Regions from separate parts of the Mus musculus genome. Here regions 2, 3, 4, 5, 6 and 7 are each linked to region 1. The links are chromatin contacts, called in public Hi-C and HiChIP or PLAC-seq maps. All regions are on one chromosome and are shown on one strand. The core of a region is the stretch at or near the end of the contact, and the rest is flanking DNA. Distances in the headings are between cores, read along the strand shown. Region 1 holds the start of Stt3b (STT3, subunit of the oligosaccharyltransferase complex, homolog B (S. cerevisiae)). Region 2 has its middle 110 kb from the start of Gadl1. Region 3 overlaps Cmtm8 (CKLF-like MARVEL transmembrane domain containing 8). Region 4 holds the start of Cmtm8 (CKLF-like MARVEL transmembrane domain containing 8). Region 5 has its middle 58 kb from the start of D330037F02Rik. Region 6 holds the start of D330037F02Rik (RIKEN cDNA D330037F02 gene). Region 7 overlaps Gm39448 (a long non-coding RNA gene).

Region 1 (2,537 bases), core at 14-2,513:
GGAGGTCTATTTATGGAAGCTGTTCATTTTCCCTGATGAGAGTCTATTTATTTTTATAAGGAAACCGGCAAAGTTAATCACCAGGTTGGGAGTGGCTGAGCCTATTAGTTAGGTACATTTGTTCATTTACCTAACCTTTGACAATGAGCAACGGAACATAATTTTATTTTGCAAATTTACAGGACTTAATCTTTACACACATTTTAAAGATTCTGGTGTTCCCTAACAAGATGGACAGTTGTGAATGTACACGAGAAACCAGTGAAATATTAGCCGGCCCTTGTTTCTACATTAACCTCTGTACCTGCCAAGAGGGCTTCTAACACTGCAATGACCCTCCGGATCTTTAGTTCTGACTTTTGTCCTTTTGGGGATGGGCGGAGCTAGTTGTGGAGGAAGGAGAAGGTACAAGCAAACTGCCCCAGACAAGGAAAAGTTCCTACGTTTCAGTTGGCTAGAGTGAAAATTGGGCAATAGCTAATACAGTCCAGGAAAAGTTAATTTGGTGACGGAACGTAGGCAGGTGTAAATAATGAATTCTTGCAGTCAAAAGATTGAGCTGCAAAAAAAAAAAAAAAAAAAAAAAGTCCTGGAGAACACAGCAAAAAGAATGTGACATTTATGTGTGTGTCCGCCTGGCTACATCTTACTGCAGCTCGGACGACATCTGCCCACTCCAAGTTTTCAGAGCAGCAGGGCGGGGACAGAGAATGTAGCGACCCAGCCACTCACTCTGGCACGTTCAGCACAGCGGCTGGACCCACGCGCCTAGGGCCCCGCACCGCGCCTGCGCGCCCCGTCACGTGGCGGGCGCCCCGCGCTGAGCGGGTTAAAAGTCACGGCCGCCGAGCACCCGGCCAAGCCGTGCTCTCTGTTCCTTCGGTCGACTGGGACGTGGGACCTTCTGCTGCTCGAGTCGGAATCCGCGCGGGGAAGCGAGCCGAACCTCCTGGTGCCCTTCCCCAGGGCCCCGAACGGGCTCGCGCGCGAAACCGCGTCTTTCAACTGACAATGAAATCGTAGCCACGGCCGGCGGCGAATAGGCGGGAGGCCGCGAGGCGGAGGGGGTGGAGGGCCATTCAGCCGAAGCCCCGCCCAAGGCCCCGCTCGCGCTCCTATTGGCGCACGCCGCCATTCCGGCCCCGCCCCTTAACGGACCTGTCGCTCTGTGACAGGCGGAGGGGCCAGTTCCTGTTGGGCGAGGGGGCGGAGTCAAAGGTTGCCTGAGCTCCGCCCGGACTCCAGGGGGCTCCTCCCCTTTTGTGCTCCTCGCGGCTGGGCGGGCGGGGGAATGTCATTGCCGCTCCGAGCCGCCGCTCCTCTGGCGCCCTCGTCCCGTCGGCTCTCGCCGCCACCGCCGCCTCCTCAGCCGCACGGGGGACACGGATGGCTAGTGGGGCGCAGGGGCCTTTTGGGTTGAGACCGCGACGGTCGCGGCCACTGTTGAGGCGGAGACTTCGGATCGCTGCCGCCTCCACCACCCCCAGTGTCCCGGCCTCGCGGTGCTGAGGGCGGGAGCGCGCCCAGCTCTTCCTCCGCCTCCGCCTCCTCCTCCTCCTCGTTGTCGTCGCCGTCGCCCTCCTCCTCCTCCTCTGGGTCTCCGCCCAGCACCCCTCGCTCCAGGCGGCGGCGGTGGCCGCGGAGGACGAGCGAGACCCGCCGCCGGGGCACAACATGGCGGAGCCCTCGGCCCCGGAGAGCAAGCACAAGTCGTCCCTCAACTCGTCCCCGTGGAGCGGCCTCATGGCTCTGGGGAACAGCCGCCACGGGCACCATGGGCCCGGAACCCAGAGCGCGTCCAGGGCGGCGGCGCCGAAGCCGGGGCCCCCCGCGGGGCTGTCCGGGGGCTTGTCGCAGCCGGCCGGGTGGCAGTCGTTGCTCTCCTTCACCATCCTCTTCCTGGCCTGGCTGGCCGGCTTCAGCTCGCGCCTCTTCGCCGTCATCCGCTTCGAGAGCATCATCCACGAGTTCGACCCGTGGTGAGTGTGCCCGCCCTTCCCCCGCAGGCAGCCCGCGGTCCCCGTTTGTCTGGAGCCCCTCGGATCCCACCCGGTCTCCCGCGGGCCGGGCCGGGCGCGCCCCCTGCCCGCTTGGCGAAGTTTGCCTGGGAGCGGAGCCTGGGTCCTCGGCCGCCGGGGTGGGCCGGCTCCGCGCGGCGCCTCTTCGCCGCCGCGCCCCGGCTTGCTCCGGGGGCCCCCTTCCCCACGCCCTCTCCGCCGCAGCTTTGCGCCTTGTTGCATTTTATTTCATTTCTCTCCTTCCTGCCATCGGAGCAGCCCCGGGATTGCCTTCTGGCTGCTGGTGGTGACTGGAACCCCTTGTCCGCTCAGCCTCGCAGTTTCATGCTTTCTTTCCGGGAGAGTGGAGTGTTAGAATGTAGGGGGGGAAAATATTATCCCGAAAGCGAGCGCAGTGGTAGCGCCTCGTGTTTTTCCAGCACCAGGTATTTTCCGGAGTGTCTCTTTCCCCCCTAAGGCCCTTAAGTGCTCTCAGCTCGCCACACTATTTGCACAGTTGTATTGCGTTGCTTTTTAGAG
Region 2 (2,537 bases), core at 27-2,526, 490 kb before region 1:
TGCTGAGTCTCAGCGACAAGAAAACTAACTAATACCTATGGACAGGGGATTGCCTCAAACCAACACAAGCCACCAGGTCTTACAACAGCACACAATGAACATCTGTGCATCACTTGCCAAATGGGATATGTTGTCTTGTTTGTAGCACTATCCAGATGGGAAATTGGAGTCTAGGGAAGAGAAGTGCTTTGTATAAGGTCAAGAGGCAGAGAACAAGCCAGCTGTCAGTCAGTGAAAGCATCCTGCATCCTGAGTCCTCCTTTCGGGCCTCTCCACACAGCACACAGCGGTAAGAAACAAAAATGCAGAGGAATTCTGAAGTCAGAAAACAAACACATGATTTATCTTCATTTTCTGAATAGTTATCTAAATACAAAGTAGCTAAATAAAGAGCTAAATTACTCCATATAGAAAAGTGTCTAAGTACTTTCTTCCAGTAGTATGGCTGCAATGCACACAGTAGGCATTTTAAAACAATTCACTGAAGGTATAAATGAATGTGCATTCTGTGCTTCCATACTCGCTCAAGTCCTGACCACGTTTCTCTTTGCTGGTCCAATCCAACATACAATTAAGAATTGGATTCCATAGTGTTTGCCCCTCCTCTTTGGCTTACCATTCTGTTCCCGCCCCCTCTCCCATGCCCCAGTAACAGAACACTAATCTTTGCAGAAGTTGTGATCTTTAGGGATCACTTTCTCCTGTTCTGGCATGTTATTCCTTCCATGGCAGTCTCTCCCCACTTGATCAACCCTGATTAAAAAAAAATAATAATAACCAATGTTGTGTAAAACTTTATAATTATGAAGTAGTTCCCCCACGGCTGAGTCACCCAGTTATCACAATACCCTAGAAGGGAGAGCGAGATGGGTATTACTAACTCCTGTTTCCTATACGGAGGACACCAAGTCTCAGAGAGCAGAGCGATGTGCTCAAGATAACACACACAGCAGATGAACGAAGATTAAAGCCTGCCTCTGTCTCTTAAACACCAGGTGCTGCATGCTGCCTCCTGTTGTTTCTGAGACATCTGGGGACCCTCAGCCCACTACCTCCAGCCACTAGCTCTGTCGTCCTTGGCTACCAACAGTCACACACTGAAAAACAATCAGGTTCATGGTGGGGAGCCTCCTTGACCTCACTCTCCTAGGCAACCAGACTGTGCGAGGGATAAGTGAAGGCTGATGATGGCTGCAGAAGGGCCAGTGTGCACAGAGCTCTGAGAAAGGCTCTGGGCTTAAGCATCGCAGTTATCCAAGTGTTTGCACCCAGCTCTGCAGCGCCTAAGAAAAGGGGTTTCATATGAGTTTAGCATAAATCTCCCCGAACCTCCAAGCAGCAAAAACTATATTAGCATCATAGAGTATTTTTAAATATCAGCTGACATGGGAAATAAAAGTGCTAAGCACAAGAATTCAATAATAGAAGCTATCCTCAATATTTATAATTTATGTAACAGCATGTGACCATACTATTAGTACATATATTACATAATAACAAATATAAGGAGATAAAATACTAAAAAAATAATAATATGAACAGAACAAGGAAGCCCAAAACTTATATAAAGAAGAATTGCAGGTGGTTGTCTCTCTCATATATGTGTATATGTTTATGTATGTGTGGTGTATATGTGTACATGTATGTATGCAGGCATGTGAGTAAGTATGCAAATGTGTACACATATATGTTGAGATTAGAGGTTGATATCAGGTCTCTTCCTTAATTGCTCTCTACTTTGATGTGTGTGTGTGTGTGTGTGTGTGTGTGTGTGTGTGTGTGTGTATAAGATAGAGGTTTACACTGGACATCTTCTCAATCCCTCTCCACTCTATATGTCAAGGCAAGGTCTTTCATTTGAATCCAGAGCTGACTGATTCAGGCAGCCTCTTGCCCTAGGCTTCATCTCCAGCCTTCATCTCTCACACTTACTTACAGATAGCTCACCACACCTATCTAGGGATTTTGTGAGTACTGGGAACTCAAACTCTGGTCCTATTGCTTATGGAACAAGTGCATTTTTCTGCTGAGCCATCTCCCTTCCAGTTGGTTTTTAGAAATAAGGTTCTCACTGAGCCCGAATTTCACCTATTTGCCTATAGTGTGTGGTGGACAGGAAGCGTCAGGGACCCCACTGTCTCTGCTCCCCCAGCTCTGGAATTATAGGCACATGCCACCATGTGCAGCTTTACCCTGCAGGTCTTGGGGATCAAACTTGGGTCTTCGTGCTTGTACAGCAAGCACTTTGCTCATAAATCTATCTCCCCCCACCCCCTGATTCTTTTTCCTTCACCACTCAGTTTTACTGTGTCAGTGCTGTTTTATCCTACCTGAAGATTTTCTGTTTAATGAAGGAGGACCTTCACCTGGCATCATGGTTGCCAAGCAGCAGGCGCTGAGTGACTTGCACAGGTGCCACGCAGCACTGCCTGACTCCCCCAGGCTCACTGTGGTGGCTAAGCTGTGTCTAGGGAAATCTTGGATTTGTTCTCCCATGGAGCAGCTTTAGGAAATCCTCAGCATATGACAGAGGCTAA
Region 3 (2,537 bases), core at 19-2,518, 500 kb after region 1:
GGCCCAGATCGCCCTTCACACTTTTCTTCTCAGCCTTTTGTCTGAGGCTGAATCAACTCCAGTGTCCTGTGTCTTGAATATCTGGATCACTTCAGGCAAAAGACTTTACCTGATAGAGAAATAAGTCAAGATGTTTTTAGAGAGGCTGTGTTGAGGCTTCTGTTATTCGGCTTAGCAAAACTATAGCATGTGCTACACTGTGTGTCTGGTGGGATTCACATTACATGGCATATGATAATAGATTATCCCAAATTAGTATTGCAAACTCGGTCACATAGGGTCTTATGACAAGGACTTAATAAAGTCCATGGGGTTCTACATGATCCTATGAATGACGTGCGTGCATGCGTCCGTCCGTGCATGCATGCATGCGTGTGTGTGCGTGCGTGAATGCGTGTGCATGCATATGAGTGCATGTGGAGACTGGAGGACAACTTCATCAAGTGTTGTTCCCCTGGAGCCATACACCTCGCCTTTTCAATCGAACCTCACCACATCCGAATGCTTACGTAGGTGCCGAGGATCAAAGTCGGGCCTTTTGAGAGGCAACCGCTCCTCTTACTAAGATATTTCCACCGCTCCCATGAGTGACTTTTCTTTACAGCTTCCCCCCACCCCCCCAAGGACCCATCATCCCCTGATGATCTACTAGGCTTCCTGTTGCTCTCTCGGTGGAGGAGGGCTGGGGAAAGAAGAAGCATAAAGGAAACAATGTGTCAGGTCAGATCTCTGTAGACCCTCACTGCCGCTTCTTTCCTCGTTTGCAAGGAACGGGTGAGGAGTACTCGTGGTTGCTAGATGATTCGACTCGCTATAGGACCAAAGGAAGCCGTGCCTCTCTCTTTCTATACAAATCCTCCAAGGCAAATATTTGTCTGGAGTCAGTAGCCAGAAACAATTGCTGAAGGGCTGCGGGGGTTATTACGGCGCTTGGTGTTTGCCCAGAGGCACACATGGGATGAGGAGGAAGGATTCCTCTGACTTAGTTACATGTTAGCTTTCCTGCTGCCGATAACAGTGCAGACCAGGGGACTCTGCTACAGCGGCACGCTAGATAAAGTCTCTACACAGCAGAGAAAAGTTAGCAGCTCATACCATTGACTCAGGGAGACACATTGAAACTTGGTAAATAACAAGCTTCCAGGAAGCTTATGAGGAAAAGAAAATCGTTGTGCTCACACATGAAAACTGAAGTGACTCACGTGTTTAATCTTCCCCACAAAGCAAAGAATCAATACGTTGGTTTTGGGCTAGTGGATAAAAACTACCATCCCCAGGAGGATAAATGTTGACCATCTAAGTCCCCTGTGACTGCTGGAGGAAGAGGAGGAGGGGGAGATCCCTTAACGGCAAATATGTTTATTTCAAGTATATTAAATATTTCCTTCAAAGCTGTCTTTGAAGGGTAGCTTTGTGTAGCACAGGTTTTTATTTTGGCTCTCTATATCTGTGTGTGTGTGTGTGTGTGTGTGTGTGTTTGTGTATCATCTATATCTATATCTATCTTTCTGAAACAGTGTTTCACTATGTAGCTTTGGCCGGCCTGAAACACATACAGATCTGACTGCTAAAGGTGTGCACCTCAATATTTTGTTTTGTTTTAAAGATTTTTATTGTATATGTATGTGTGAGTGGCTGCATGCATGCTGTGTGCCATGTGGATGTGGTACCCAGGGGAGAGAGATGTTGGATCTCAGCCGGGTGTGCTGGTGCATACCTGGTCTACAGAGTGAGTTCCAGGACAGCCAGGGCTATACAGAGAAACCCTGTCTCGAAAAACAAAAAACAAACAAACAAAAGAAAATGTTGGCTCTCTTGAAACTGATGTTAGAGACATTGTAAACAGTCCAAAGTAGGTGCTGGGAACCAAACTCAGATCCTCTACTTAAGCAACACCCACTTTTAACTACTGAACCATTCTTTCAAATAAAGAATTTGGAGGGGTTGGAGAGATGGCTCAGAGGTTAAGCGTGCCAGCTGTTCTTCCAGAGGTCCTGAGTTCAATTCCCAGCAACCACATGGTGGTTCATAACCATCTATAGTGAGATTTGGTGCCCTCTTCTGGCCTGCAGGTACACATGCAGGCAAAACACTATATAATTAATTAATTAATTAATTACGTCTTAAAAAGTTATTTTGGGGACTGGGTTATAGCTCATTTGGTAGAGTGATTGTGTAGTATACACAAAGCTGTGGGTTAGATCCCCAGCAGGGCAGAGGTGTGTGTGTAGGGGGTGTCCCTGTAATTCAATCCCAGCACCTTGGAAGTGGAGGCAGGAGGATCTAAATTTAAAGATCATCTTTGGCTACACATTGAGATTCAGACCAGCTAGAGATACATGAGACTCAGAAAAGAAAATGTTGGTCCTCTTTCTGACCCCCAAAAGAAGTCAGACCTGGTAGACATTGCGGGACTGAGGCAAAGTGATCAGCTGGGTCCTGTGGCTTTGCCCCATGAAACATCTGGCTATGATAAAATATCCTGACAGAAAGTGAATCCTGAAGGAAGGGTCTTTGGGCTTCCGTTTTGGGTTACG
Region 4 (2,537 bases), core at 13-2,512, 470 kb after region 1:
GATGTTTTTGTTTGTTTGTTTGTTTGTTTGTTTTTTCAAATCAGGGTTTCTCTGTGTATCTCTGGCTGTCTTCGAACTCACTCTGTAGACCAGGCTGGTCTGGAACTCAGAGATCTGCCTGCCTCTGCCTCCTGAGTGCTAGGATTAAATGTGTGAGCCACCATCTCCCATAAACTAACTCCTTCTATTAGCTTGTTCTTTGTGCTTTCTTTTCGGATCCACCAATAGGATACACTTTCTGACAACTTTTAAAATCTGATATGCCTTCACTTCGAATCAAAGCCCACTTGGTGGGTTCAGATGAATTGTCTCTTGTCACTCTTCACAAAACAAGAGGAGGACAGGCACATGGAAGCAGATCATTTTAGCCAAATGTCCATCGTCCATCAAAGTCCGTCTTGAAACACGGGTGGTAGCACTGAGGTCCAGTAAAGCAGAACCAATAACTTCATGCTAATTACACAAGTACCCAGGGTTCTGCGCAGCACTCACCTGACTGGCACACAGCTGCCCACGCAAGGAGATGTCCACCCCTCCTCCCTGACCCCGGGAAGCACAACTAGCTTGTCATAAACATCACTTTGCACAGACGGTTCCATTCAAGTTTGAAACAAGCCCCCCCCCCCCCAAAGCTAATGAGATCTGTCATATTGATACATCTTGACCAGGAATCCCGAACATCTCCCCCACTTTCCATCTTCCTCTCCACAATCCAGCTAGTCTCCGCCAAAGTTGTGGAGAGCGCCTAGAAGCCTCTCGCTCTCACTCCCCGGCGATTAAGTTGGTTCCTCAAATTGTTCCGGACAGGAGGGGCAGGAAACAGCGCCGGCTTTGGTGACGGCTGCAGCGGAGTGGGTGAGGGCTGTCCAAGCGGCCTCACATCGATCCCTGGTTTAAGGTCTGGTTAGGTCACAATTCTAGCCTCCCTCCCCCAACCGCCTGTAGTCCTGGAGCGGCCACGTCCCTAGAGGCCTGAGTTTCCTTAAGAGGCCCTGCTGCTAGTCCAGCCAGGTGGGAGGAAGCTGGTCCAAGTCTGGTGGCCCTAGGTGGGCGGAGCCTAATTGTGGCTCGAGCTAGAAGGAGTGTGACCAGGAGGTGCCGCTCACCCTTAGCGATCCGGTACGCGTCCCTGCACCCCCGAGAGCTCTCAGTCCCTGGGAGACAGGTGCTGTGGCCGCGCGGCGGCGCCCCCGAGGGGAGGTCCTGGAGTGCCCGCCCTCACCCGCCCAGTCTACGCCCCTCCTCTTCTCTCCCCTCCCCCGCAGTCCACTGCCACCGGTCGCCAGCGATCCCGTTCCCGGGTCTCCGAGCAGACCCAGAGTGCGCTCGCCGAGGTGTTGGGACACTTGCGGACCTGACCCTGGAGATCACCCGGGTTTGCCCGCCTCCCATCATCCGCGATTCCCTGGCCCGCGATCCTGAGCCCAGGGAACTCATTGGGTGGGGGTAGGGTCCTCGGGGACCCGGGCCAGCTCCCGGGGCGACGATGGAAGAGCAGCAGCGCGCGCGCTCGCACACGGTCACCACCACTACCAGCTCCTTTGCGGAGAACTTCTCCACCACCAGCAGCAGCTTCGCTTACGACCGAGAGTTCCTCCGTACCCCGCCGGGGCTCCTGATCGTAGCCGAGATCGTAAGTGTCGGGCCGGGCCGGGCTGGGCCGGGCGGAGGGAGGCAGGTGGACTCGGCTAGCTCGCGCGCCTCCAGCTCCGCCCACCGAGCTGGCTCCGGTCTTCCCGCGGGCTCCGGGAACACTCTTGAGCTTCGACTTCTTTGTAAAGTGCAAAACTCACATTCAGGTTCTTTCACCTGAGGCTCCCTTGGGAACCAGGGTTGTGACCCTCAGGATGTCTGCTGTGGGAGGTAACTCACAGCTTGCTGTTTTCATTCGAAGGATGGTGGTCTTTCCCGGGAGCCGGATACTTTGGTGGGCGTTTATAGATAATGGGTGTCTGGAATACTTAGGGCCTACCTCACCTGATCTCCACGTGCAGGGGTCCCTAAAAAACAACGTTTTTGTTTGTTTGTTTGTTTGTTTGTTATCAAACTGACCCTTCCAAAGTGCTGGTCTGGAACTCAGAGCTTCACGTGCCAGTCGGATGCTCTATCGCTGAGCCGCACCCCCAGTTTTAAAAGTTTTCCTATTAAAAGTTATAAAGGAGAGAACTTCTGAGTAATTAACTTCCTGTGGTCAAATACAGATGAATCAAGAACATTTCCCTGAATAAATCTGAGAATCTCAACCTCTTTAAGCCCTTGAGGGCCGCTGTACGGACTGAGCACATCCTGGTGGGGGCTGGGCAAGTGCCCGGGAGGGAGGCAGGACTTGTACGTGCTGTTCCTGGGAAGCCAGGCCTTCCGCCTGGAGTTCTGTTGACTACTGGTGGAGGCCACTATCTATTGTCCTCGCCCTCTACCAGGGTGTCAGTCCTGGAGGAGCTTCTAAGTTTGTGTAGGCCCTGATGCGCTCTCCCTTGAAGGTGGTTGCAAGTAAGCTTATTTTACACGCGAGGAAACTGAGTCAGAGACTGGACGGA
Region 5 (2,537 bases), core at 14-2,513, 410 kb before region 1:
TCTGGGACTACACTCGGGTATTCAGGTCCTAAGTATAGCACTGAGTGTTCACAGCACAGGGTTTTTTTTAAGGCAAACAGAAACCACCATTTCCTACCATCTTGCTCAGCAGCAGCAGGGGGAGTCTGTGTGTGTGTGGTGGGGGTGTGCTTCACACAAGCAAGCAAGTTGACAGAAGCTAAAATAAGCAGTTAGCTGCAGGCGGGGGTTCTTCTGAACAAGCAGGCAGTTTGGTGGAAGCTAAGATAAGTTAGCAGGGGCATCTTAACCTTGGGTTCTTGGAACAGAGTTTGACAATTTTCCATGGGATTCTCCATCAAGGATCTCAAACTCTAGTTAAACCTGAGACGGCCTCAGCAAGAATACAAAACAGAGGAAGCTCTGAACCATCTTTCCCTGTCACAGTATAAGGGCACGGGACAATCAACAGCCACCAGAACTACCCCAAGCCAGGAATTTCTGGATTCTTTGTCTTATAGACTCAAAAAGTGAATTTCAGAAACAGTAGGATTGTGAACTTGAAAGGAGCTTTTAAATTATTTATTTTATTTTTAATCACATGTGTATGTGTGGGTGTGGACACATATGTGCAGGTGCCCTTGGAAACCAGAAGTGTCAGATTCCGTGGAGCTGGGTTTGCAGACAAGCATAAGAATCCTGGTACAGGTGCTGGGAAGCAAACTCAGGTTCTCTGCAAGAACAGTATGAACTCTTAGCCACTGAGCTTTCTCTCCAATGACTACAGAGATTACTATATGAGCATAAGCGAACAAAAGCAAGGCAGAAGCAGAAACCCAAAACTGGGGTGATGTGGAGCTGTGAATCCAGTACATTTTCGTATGGCTCAAGAAGAAATTTGCATGGGGCCTGAAGAGGAAAGCAGCTTGTCCCATTAGCCAGCCCACGAGGTATCTAGGTGCCTCTCCATATCGGTCACAGCGTCACTTGTAACTTCTAGGCAGGGAGGATACTTAATTTGGATAAAAACAAGAAAGATATTAAGGATAGGAACCAGGGTAGGAACCAGACTGCCTTTCTGATTTCTGCCCAGAACTGAAACAATGATGTTCCCAACTCTCCTGAACTGCCAGGCCAGCTTCTAGCTCCTGTCCTCTTCACCTTCATGAAGCCTGACATAGCTTTTCTGGAGGATAAACGCCTCTAAGAGGGAATTTGGAGACAGGATGCTAGCCATACCCATTTATAGTCCCATCAGTCAAACCCAGGGGCTGTCTATGCCTCCACCCCCTGCAGCTTCTTCCCTTTCTTTCGTGTTTGTGTTCTATCTCATTATAATTAACATAGGGCAGAATAACAATAGGCTCTTTTCTCTCCTTTACAGATGGATTGAAAAGGAAATTCCCTAAGTGGTAAATAGGAGATTAACTTTGCCCAGGGGTAATTAGCATTTATATAGCTCTCCTTCTCAGAGGTAATACAGCCTTAACTAACTCACATTTGTTCACAAACAAAAATTTGACACCAAGAGAATTGTGCAGGCCCTTCCTGGGAGCTATGAACAGAAGTGATCTGAGAAAGTCCTGTGTGAATTATAGATTCTGTGGACTGACAGACTGGCCAGAACTCTGAGACTGCGAAGGTTGCCTTTATGGCCAACCTGCACTGGCCTGGCATCTTTGTGCTTATCAGGTAAAGTTACCTGGGATTTGAGATTTCCTGGTATGGGTTGTCTTATTACTGAGAGAATTTAAAAACAAAATCAGAAGGAAGTTCAAGGAGCATTTCATTAGACCTTGAGAGAAAACAACTGGAAAAGCAAGGCGAAAAATCCCAGCAGGCATTGGAAGGAGGGATCCGAGAGAGCTATCTATCTGTACCTTTGGAATCCAAGAGAGTAAGCAGGCTCAGCAATGAAGGGCAGAAAGGAGCTGCCTGGGACTTAAAGATTCAGAAGAGTAAGAAAGCATGCTTATGTTTGTAGCTGGTGCTGTGTTTGTATAAAGAGATAAAGAGCCGGGCAGTGGTGTCACGCACGCCTTTAATCCTAGCACTTGGGAGGCAGAGGCAGGTGGATCTCTGAGTTCAAGGCCAGCCTGGTTTTAAGGGGGTGCCTAAGTGGTCCCATGGCAAGGCATCCCTTCCCCCTGAGGGACCAGCCACATGACAGTATAGTATAGAGTTGATTCAGGGCATGAGGAGGGGAGTTAAGAGGGTAGTAGAAGCAGAGAGAGGAAGTAGATAAGTAGAAGAGTAGAGGAGTAGAGGCCGGCCATGGGCACATGGAGAGAGAGGGGAAAAGGAAAGCAGGGAAAGAGCAAGACAGTAGCAAGAGAGCAAGACAGGGCAAGCAGCCCCTTTTATAGTAAGTCAGGCCTACCTGGCTGTTGCCAGGTAACTGTGGGGCAGAGCTTAGACAGAATGCTAACAGCTGGCATCTGGAAAAGAGATGGAAAGAAAGCAAGCAGCTACAATGTTCTGACTTAGAGTTTAGAAAAGCAGAGAAGGTTTGACAGTGAGGATCTATAAGCAGAGAAGGGAGGAGCCATCAATACAATATCTCATTAAGGGGCTGGTCT
Region 6 (2,537 bases), core at 26-2,525, 360 kb before region 1:
TGGGTCAACTTTGGTATACAATGTTCTCATTTATTTGCAAGTTTTCTTATATAAAGTTTACAAACTGTTAAACTATAAACTGAAATAGAAAGGAAATAGTAACAGCTTTAGGGTAGTGGTCAAACAAGACTAGGTACTCTCATCTACTCTTCTGCATGTGTTGTAATGGGGTCCACAGTATATTTCTACAGATGCCAGGAAAGGAACCCATGCTTGCTGGTACCTAAGTTCATGCACATGCATGGTGCCTTCCTCTTGAGGAAGAATAGAAAGACAGGAATTTAGGGGTGTGGGGGTAGGGAAAGAAAGCCTCACTCCAGAGTCTCCTGAAGTCTCTAGAGTGTTGAGGATTCGCGAACAATTACCATTTGCAAAGCCTTTCTCTGCAGTCAAGCTCTTGACCTACAGTTTCCTAGGACTCTCACGGGAACCCCATTCACAGTAAGAGGACATTTCCTAATCCCTTTTGTAATGGCTCCTGGTTTTACAGTACCAGATTAAAAATCCCATTCTATGTCACCTTGTCAGGCATCCTCTAAGTACATTTGTTTAAAAGGAGGTAAGAAAAGGTTTCTTAGCATTCCTGTGAGATGTAACTTGAGTGCCCACCAAAATGGGCAACATGGCGTCCTAAGACACTTAACTCCAGCTCTCTCCTAAGAACCCCATGTCCACACTTGGGTCTGTCTTAGTCTTCCTCTGAGTTCTCTCACTGTCTTAACTCCCATGGTAAAACAAAACAAAACAAAACAAAACAAAACAAAACAAAACAAAACAAAACAAAATCTCTGCTTCGGACCAGCTTGTCCTGAAATTCTTTCCCATATGGCAGCAAAGGACCTACCTTTTTCCTGAGTCCAGTTCTTAAAAGATTATAAGGTGCCAGGTGGTGGTGGTGCAGCACCTTTAATCCCAGAACTCCGGAGGCTGAGGCAGACCCGAGAATCTCTTGAGTTTAAGGTCACGCTGGTTTGCAGAGCAAGTTCCAAGACAGCCAGGGCCACACAGAGAAACCCTGTCTTGAAAAACAAACAAACAAACAAACAAACAACACCAAAAAAGATTAAGAGAATGTGCCTGTGATGGTGTGGAGGGTGACTTCCTGGAGGGCGACAGCATGGAGGGTGACAATATAGAGGGTGACAGTGTGGAGGGTGACTTTGTCTTATCACTACTCACACTACAGTCCCTGGGCCTCCCTCAAATCTGCTCATCAGTGGGCAGTGGGAGGAAGCTTGGCCCTGTGCAGTCTATGCTTTCTCTTGACTCCAAAACAGATCTCACTTTGGAGGATGTGCGAGGCATGGGAAACAGGAAGCTGGAGAGAGGAGCCAATTCCCTTGTCTGCCTTTCATTTCCTTCAAAGTGGAAATCTGCAAGCTCCTGTTGCTCTGACACAGACCAGGATGTGCACTGAAGTGATCGTCTGTGGGAGGCTCCCAAAGGAGGGTTCCTTTGGTGTGGAGGCACCCAGCTCAGAGTTAGCCATTGCTCACTGTCAGGAGGCAAGGGGGACATCCTGGAAACAGACTTTGATCTATTTGTTTGCAGCGGCCCTCCTTCATCCTATTGACTTGTTACCGGAATCTGCAGAACATTTTGTGAAAATCTGTTTGAATAGGAGGTTTTGACTCAAAAGGCTGTTTTTTTTTTTAAGTTCTATATTTTCCTTTTCAAAGGAAATCCATTCATCTGGTTAACAAAACTAATGAGTCATGCGATGTACAGGCACTTTGTCAGCTACCTTATTCTCCATGATATCCCAGACTAATTGAGTGAGACAGATTTGTTTAAGAATAGCAAAAAGGAGCTGAAGAGATGACTCCATGGGCAAAGCACTTGCTGCACAGCCTGACTCCTGTCTTCAGATACCCAGAACCCATACACAGAGCCAAACAAAGGGGCTTACCAGCCTCCAACTCCAGGGCACCCCATGAGAAAAGCCAGAAGCGGAAACATGAGAATTGCCAAAAGTATACGGACCAGTTCGGCTGGAGTCAGCTGTGGTGACAGGAAAGACCCCACTGTAAACAAGGTAGAAGGTGAAGACTTGATCCCGTGCTGTCTTTTGAGCACCATAGCAGTACAGTGGTACACACTGTCTTACACACACACAGCACACACATACATAGCAGAGGATACCATATCACACACACACACAGGTGAAAAAAGATTTAATTATGCCATGACTCAAATCCACGTGGACTACAAAGGAGCATAAAATAGGAATCAACTTTCCCTTGTGAGATCAGGTAAGTTCCCTGGGGTTCCCCACCAACCCTATTTCTGCTCTGGGTCTGAGCCCCAAATCCACACACCTCCAGACGTCTCTGCCTGGGTGACACTTGAGATGTCACGTGTAGAAAGCATGGCTGACATTGTTTCAAACAAAAATACCACTCTTCCCCTGCAGTAAGTACCCTAAGCACGGCATCTCAGTCAATGCAGCAGCGCCCACTCAGGTCCCAAGCAGAGGCTGAGAACCAGCCGTCATTCCCACCTTTCCTCTGCCTCAGTCCTGCCAATGCTGTGCCACC
Region 7 (2,537 bases), core at 27-2,526, 330 kb before region 1:
TTTCCCAGAACACAGTAACAATGCAATAGCTTTCTTTGTTCAGGCGACCAGCAAGGAATTTGTAAACAGAGACCATCTTGGTGAGACTGAAATTCCACATCTTCCTTTTACTGTGTAGAGATAATAAAACTTTCTTCTGTCTTTGTGTCAAGGAGCTAATTATTCCCTCATATCTAGATTTTAAGGCAAATCTTATCCCTCTGGCTTACTTCACTCCAAATTCCTTCTTTTCCCAAAGTGACTTCTTCCAGGAATTAAAATAAATCCCAGCCACTTACTTGTGATGAGCTCTGCTTAGGACTGTGAGCAGAGGCCCCTGCCCCAATACATACACACAGGCAAACCCAGGACACGCATCTGCCATCCTGTAACCAAATAGTCCTCCTGGCAGCAATGCAGACACTTCAAAGAGACCCCATGCCTTCCCCTCTGACGATCAGGTTGTTGAAACAACGGACACTAAGAAATTGCAATTTCTCAGGAATGCCATGTTGGGAGGAAGAAAAGACTGAAGCCCAGGACCAGCCCGAGGGGAACTTATCTCCAAGAAAAAGAACTAATAGGGTTCTTGCCTTATAGGACAAGACAGAAGCCCAGACAATGATGGCCAGTGGTGGGTGGAGCCACACCTTGATCTGGACTGCTTATTTGTACATAAAATCCTCGGCCTCCAATTTAAATGTCAGTCCCAATTCAGGACCCTGAAGATTCATTTGAGGACTCACTAGATCTCTCTGTCTGGCTTGCCAATGTGGTCACAATGAATAAATCCCCCTTTCCTGCCTTCCATTAGTAATTGTGTATCACTTAATTGGTTTATTGGAGAAAAACGGCCCATGGAGCCCCAAGTCTCAAAACCTTAGGGAAGTCCCTCTTAGGAACCAACTGTTATGAGGCAGGGCTAGGAACACGATAACTCTGACCCGCCCCACCCCTCCCCCTCACAGAGACCCTGCCAGCTTTTAGCTACCCAGCTTCCCATTTATTGTCTGGAATCATGGGTGATGTCATTAAGACCTAGAGGCTGATCACCTCTGGGCTACAATATCCTCAGGTGACACTGGACTCCAAGTCCTGACACTGTGAGAGGACAAAGGTTCCTCCATCTTGTCTTAGCCAGAGCTATCTTTAGTCTAACCCAACACTGTTCTACAAACTCAGCATGGAAATGCCCCAGCTAACTGCTTGCTTTGGCTTCTGTTAAACTACTTGCTGCTTTACTCCCCCCTGCAGCTGCCACCCAGGATGTGGGGATGTGGGTTTTCTATGTCCTTTGAATTAAGAGCTTCCTGTAAAGTGCACCTGAGGCTGCTCTGTGAGAAGTATTTCGCTCCAGGCAGCTTAGCACAGATCGTTTGGGCCTTTGGGTCTCTATCCAGCAACAACACCAACTCCCAAGTCCTCTCCTTCATCTTAAGACATCATCTCCTGCCTCTTCCACATTTTGCTTGTGTTGATCTTGGTTTCTGCTACTTTGACCCTAGTTTGGACCCTGCACCTGCCTCTCTCAGGTTAGTGTATACAAAGACCCTTAGCACTGGGTTTCTGTGCCTGATTCTGATGGTCTTGTCCATCTTCCAGCAAAGCACTCCAGCTCCATGGTATCCAGAAAATCAATGGGAGAGCATAGGGGTGGGGATGGGGGGGGGGCTAGAGTCAATTAACCCCTAGCATTTCCAAGTGGGCAACACACACTGCTCTGTGCAGAGACAATTTCCCAGGGACTTATGCAGATGGAGACTGTAGGCTTAGTAATGGAGGGCAGCTACCGTAATTAACGGGATGAATTGGGTGACGTTTTGAAGAGCACTGTCTCCACTAATTACACCACCTCCAGATACCCTACTGTCCTTTGAGGCTTTCTCTTTTAATCAGAAAAGGGAGAAAAAAATTAAAACATACAGGTGGAACTGGAAAATACCACATTAGACATCACAGAAGTGCAAGGCAGCCTTTAAGGAGCTAGTGAGAATCTTGATCCCAGAAGCTATTAAAAGCCATCCTTTTTCTGGTCCTTTCACCGGCCCACCTGATTGCTTTTAGATGAAGATGTAAGTTCTCAAGGGGAAAAGGGCACAAAAATAGAATGCAGTTTCCCCTCCTCCATGGTGTCACAGATGAGGGTGTTGGCACCTACGGCAGGATAGACAACCAGTACAAATGAATGACTTAACTGCATGACTCTGAAAAGGCCTTCTCCTCTCCTCCTTCCTCTGGCCCCCTCCCATTCACATAATGTACCACAGGACTTAGGAACTGGGAGGAAAAAAAAATCCTTCTATCAAACTCAATTTCTGCAGCCAATTATTCGATGAAGCATCCTTTGTTAGGTCCCAAACCTTTGATTAGCAAGTTTAATTTAAAGCAACCACCACCACCACTCAGAGGTGAACCTCCTCAAATGCTGCCTTTGTTTATCATGGGAATATGGAGCACGGAGCCTGAATCAGACCAAAAGCATCTTGAATGTCCAAGACAGAGGCAGCCACTTGTAAAAGATCTAAGGGACACATATCCACCCCACCATGGTCTTAGAC

Evidence for each region. Hi-C and Micro-C count contacts between places; a contact is called where the count stands out from the background. HiChIP or PLAC-seq counts read pairs in DNA pulled down with a chosen protein or histone mark.
Region 2: an H3K4me3 HiChIP or PLAC-seq map of neural tube shows a contact between it and region 1, with 4 times the contacts expected there. The contact joins the enhancer-like site here to the promoter of Stt3b in region 1. A contact is called at or near these places in 2 of 39 promoter capture datasets (hippocampal neurons and second pharyngeal arch cranial neural crest), 1 of 484 Hi-C or Micro-C datasets (nephron progenitors), 5 of 115 datasets of contacts at active chromatin or transcription factors (bone marrow-derived macrophages, embryonic basal ganglia, embryonic forebrain and 2 more) and 1 of 9 other capture datasets (pancreatic islet).
Region 3: a contact with region 1 is called in a FOXA1 HiChIP or PLAC-seq map of pancreatic cancer cells. The contact joins the enhancer-like site here to the promoter of Stt3b in region 1. A contact is called at or near these places in 3 of 39 promoter capture datasets (the 3T3-L1 cell line, hippocampal neurons and pre-B cells), 5 of 484 Hi-C or Micro-C datasets (the G1E-ER4 cell line, the N1E-115 cell line, adipose-derived mesenchymal stem cells and 1 more) and 13 of 115 datasets of contacts at active chromatin or transcription factors (the 230-238 cell line, the SCID.adh cell line, embryonic basal ganglia and 10 more).
Region 4: a contact with region 1 is called in a FOXA1 HiChIP or PLAC-seq map of pancreatic cancer cells. The contact joins the promoter of Cmtm8 here to the promoter of Stt3b in region 1. A contact is called at or near these places in 2 of 39 promoter capture datasets (the 3T3-L1 cell line and hippocampal neurons), 1 of 484 Hi-C or Micro-C datasets (embryonic stem cells) and 2 of 115 datasets of contacts at active chromatin or transcription factors (extraembryonic endoderm stem cells and pancreatic cancer cells).
Region 5: a contact with region 1 is called in an H3K4me3 HiChIP or PLAC-seq map of embryonic stem cells, with 10 read pairs. The contact joins the enhancer-like site here to the promoter of Stt3b in region 1. A contact is called at or near these places in 3 of 39 promoter capture datasets (HPC-7-derived erythroid cells, hippocampal neurons and liver), 3 of 484 Hi-C or Micro-C datasets (cortical neurons, embryonic limb bud and embryonic stem cells), 14 of 115 datasets of contacts at active chromatin or transcription factors (bone marrow-derived macrophages, craniofacial prominence, embryonic forebrain and 9 more) and 2 of 9 other capture datasets (embryonic stem cells and macrophages).
Region 6: a contact with region 1 is called in an H3K4me3 HiChIP or PLAC-seq map of neural tube, with 5 times the contacts expected there. The contact joins the promoter of D330037F02Rik here to the promoter of Stt3b in region 1. A contact is called at or near these places in 5 of 39 promoter capture datasets (the C10 cell line, frontonasal cranial neural crest, hippocampal neurons and 2 more), 5 of 484 Hi-C or Micro-C datasets (B cells, bone marrow-derived macrophages, cortical neurons and 1 more), 15 of 115 datasets of contacts at active chromatin or transcription factors (acute myeloid leukemia, bone marrow-derived macrophages, craniofacial prominence and 11 more) and 2 of 9 other capture datasets (embryonic stem cells and pancreatic islet).
Region 7: a Hi-C map of double positive thymocytes shows a contact between it and region 1, with 2.5 times the contacts expected there. The contact joins the enhancer-like site here to the promoter of Stt3b in region 1. A contact is called at or near these places in 4 of 39 promoter capture datasets (embryonic stem cells, hippocampal neurons, liver and 1 more), 5 of 484 Hi-C or Micro-C datasets (B cells, Th17 cells, cortical neurons and 1 more), 16 of 115 datasets of contacts at active chromatin or transcription factors (T-cell acute lymphoblastic leukemia, acute myeloid leukemia, bone marrow-derived macrophages and 11 more) and 2 of 9 other capture datasets (embryonic stem cells and liver).

Annotation. Positions count from the first base shown.
Region 1 is chr9:115,309,194-115,311,730 of GRCm38.p6, reverse strand. Stt3b (STT3, subunit of the oligosaccharyltransferase complex, homolog B (S. cerevisiae)) reads left to right here and starts at 1,263. Exons shown (of 16, transcript NM_024222.3): 1 at 1,263-1,979. The coding sequence starts at 1,675.
Region 2 is chr9:115,799,415-115,801,951 of GRCm38.p6, reverse strand. No RefSeq gene overlaps it. Among named protein-coding and RNA genes, the nearest start is that of Gadl1, 110 kb to the left of the region's middle. Within about 2 kb of position 1,276, at least 13 of the 459 cell types and tissues checked have an H3K27ac peak or open chromatin away from gene starts, as enhancers often do. A contact at or near this core is called in neural tube, where this site is marked.
Region 3 is chr9:114,809,467-114,812,003 of GRCm38.p6, reverse strand. The region is part of intron 1 of Cmtm8 (CKLF-like MARVEL transmembrane domain containing 8); the gene reads left to right. Among named protein-coding and RNA genes, the nearest start is that of Gm23889, 27 kb to the left of the region's middle. Within about 2 kb of position 1,268, at least 21 of the 459 cell types and tissues checked have an H3K27ac peak or open chromatin away from gene starts, as enhancers often do. A contact at or near this core is called in pancreatic cancer cells and pre-B cells, where this site is marked.
Region 4 is chr9:114,842,877-114,845,413 of GRCm38.p6, reverse strand. It overlaps Cmtm8 (CKLF-like MARVEL transmembrane domain containing 8), which reads left to right and starts at 1,262. Exons shown (of 4, transcript NM_027294.2): 1 at 1,262-1,633. The coding sequence starts at 1,487.
Region 5 is chr9:115,723,022-115,725,558 of GRCm38.p6, reverse strand. No RefSeq gene overlaps it. Among named protein-coding and RNA genes, the nearest start is that of D330037F02Rik, 58 kb to the right of the region's middle. Within about 2 kb of position 1,263, at least 12 of the 459 cell types and tissues checked have an H3K27ac peak or open chromatin away from gene starts, as enhancers often do. A contact at or near this core is called in embryonic stem cells and epiblast stem cells, where this site is marked.
Region 6 is chr9:115,664,606-115,667,142 of GRCm38.p6, reverse strand. It overlaps D330037F02Rik (RIKEN cDNA D330037F02 gene), which reads right to left and starts at 1,275. Exons shown (of 7, transcript NR_166686.1): 1 at 845-1,275.
Region 7 is chr9:115,639,695-115,642,231 of GRCm38.p6, reverse strand. All of the region lies in intron 2 of Gm39448 (a long non-coding RNA gene), which reads left to right. Among named protein-coding and RNA genes, the nearest start is that of Gm39448, 18 kb to the left of the region's middle. Within about 2 kb of position 1,276, at least 8 of the 459 cell types and tissues checked have an H3K27ac peak or open chromatin away from gene starts, as enhancers often do. A contact at or near this core is called in T-cell acute lymphoblastic leukemia and double positive thymocytes, where this site is marked.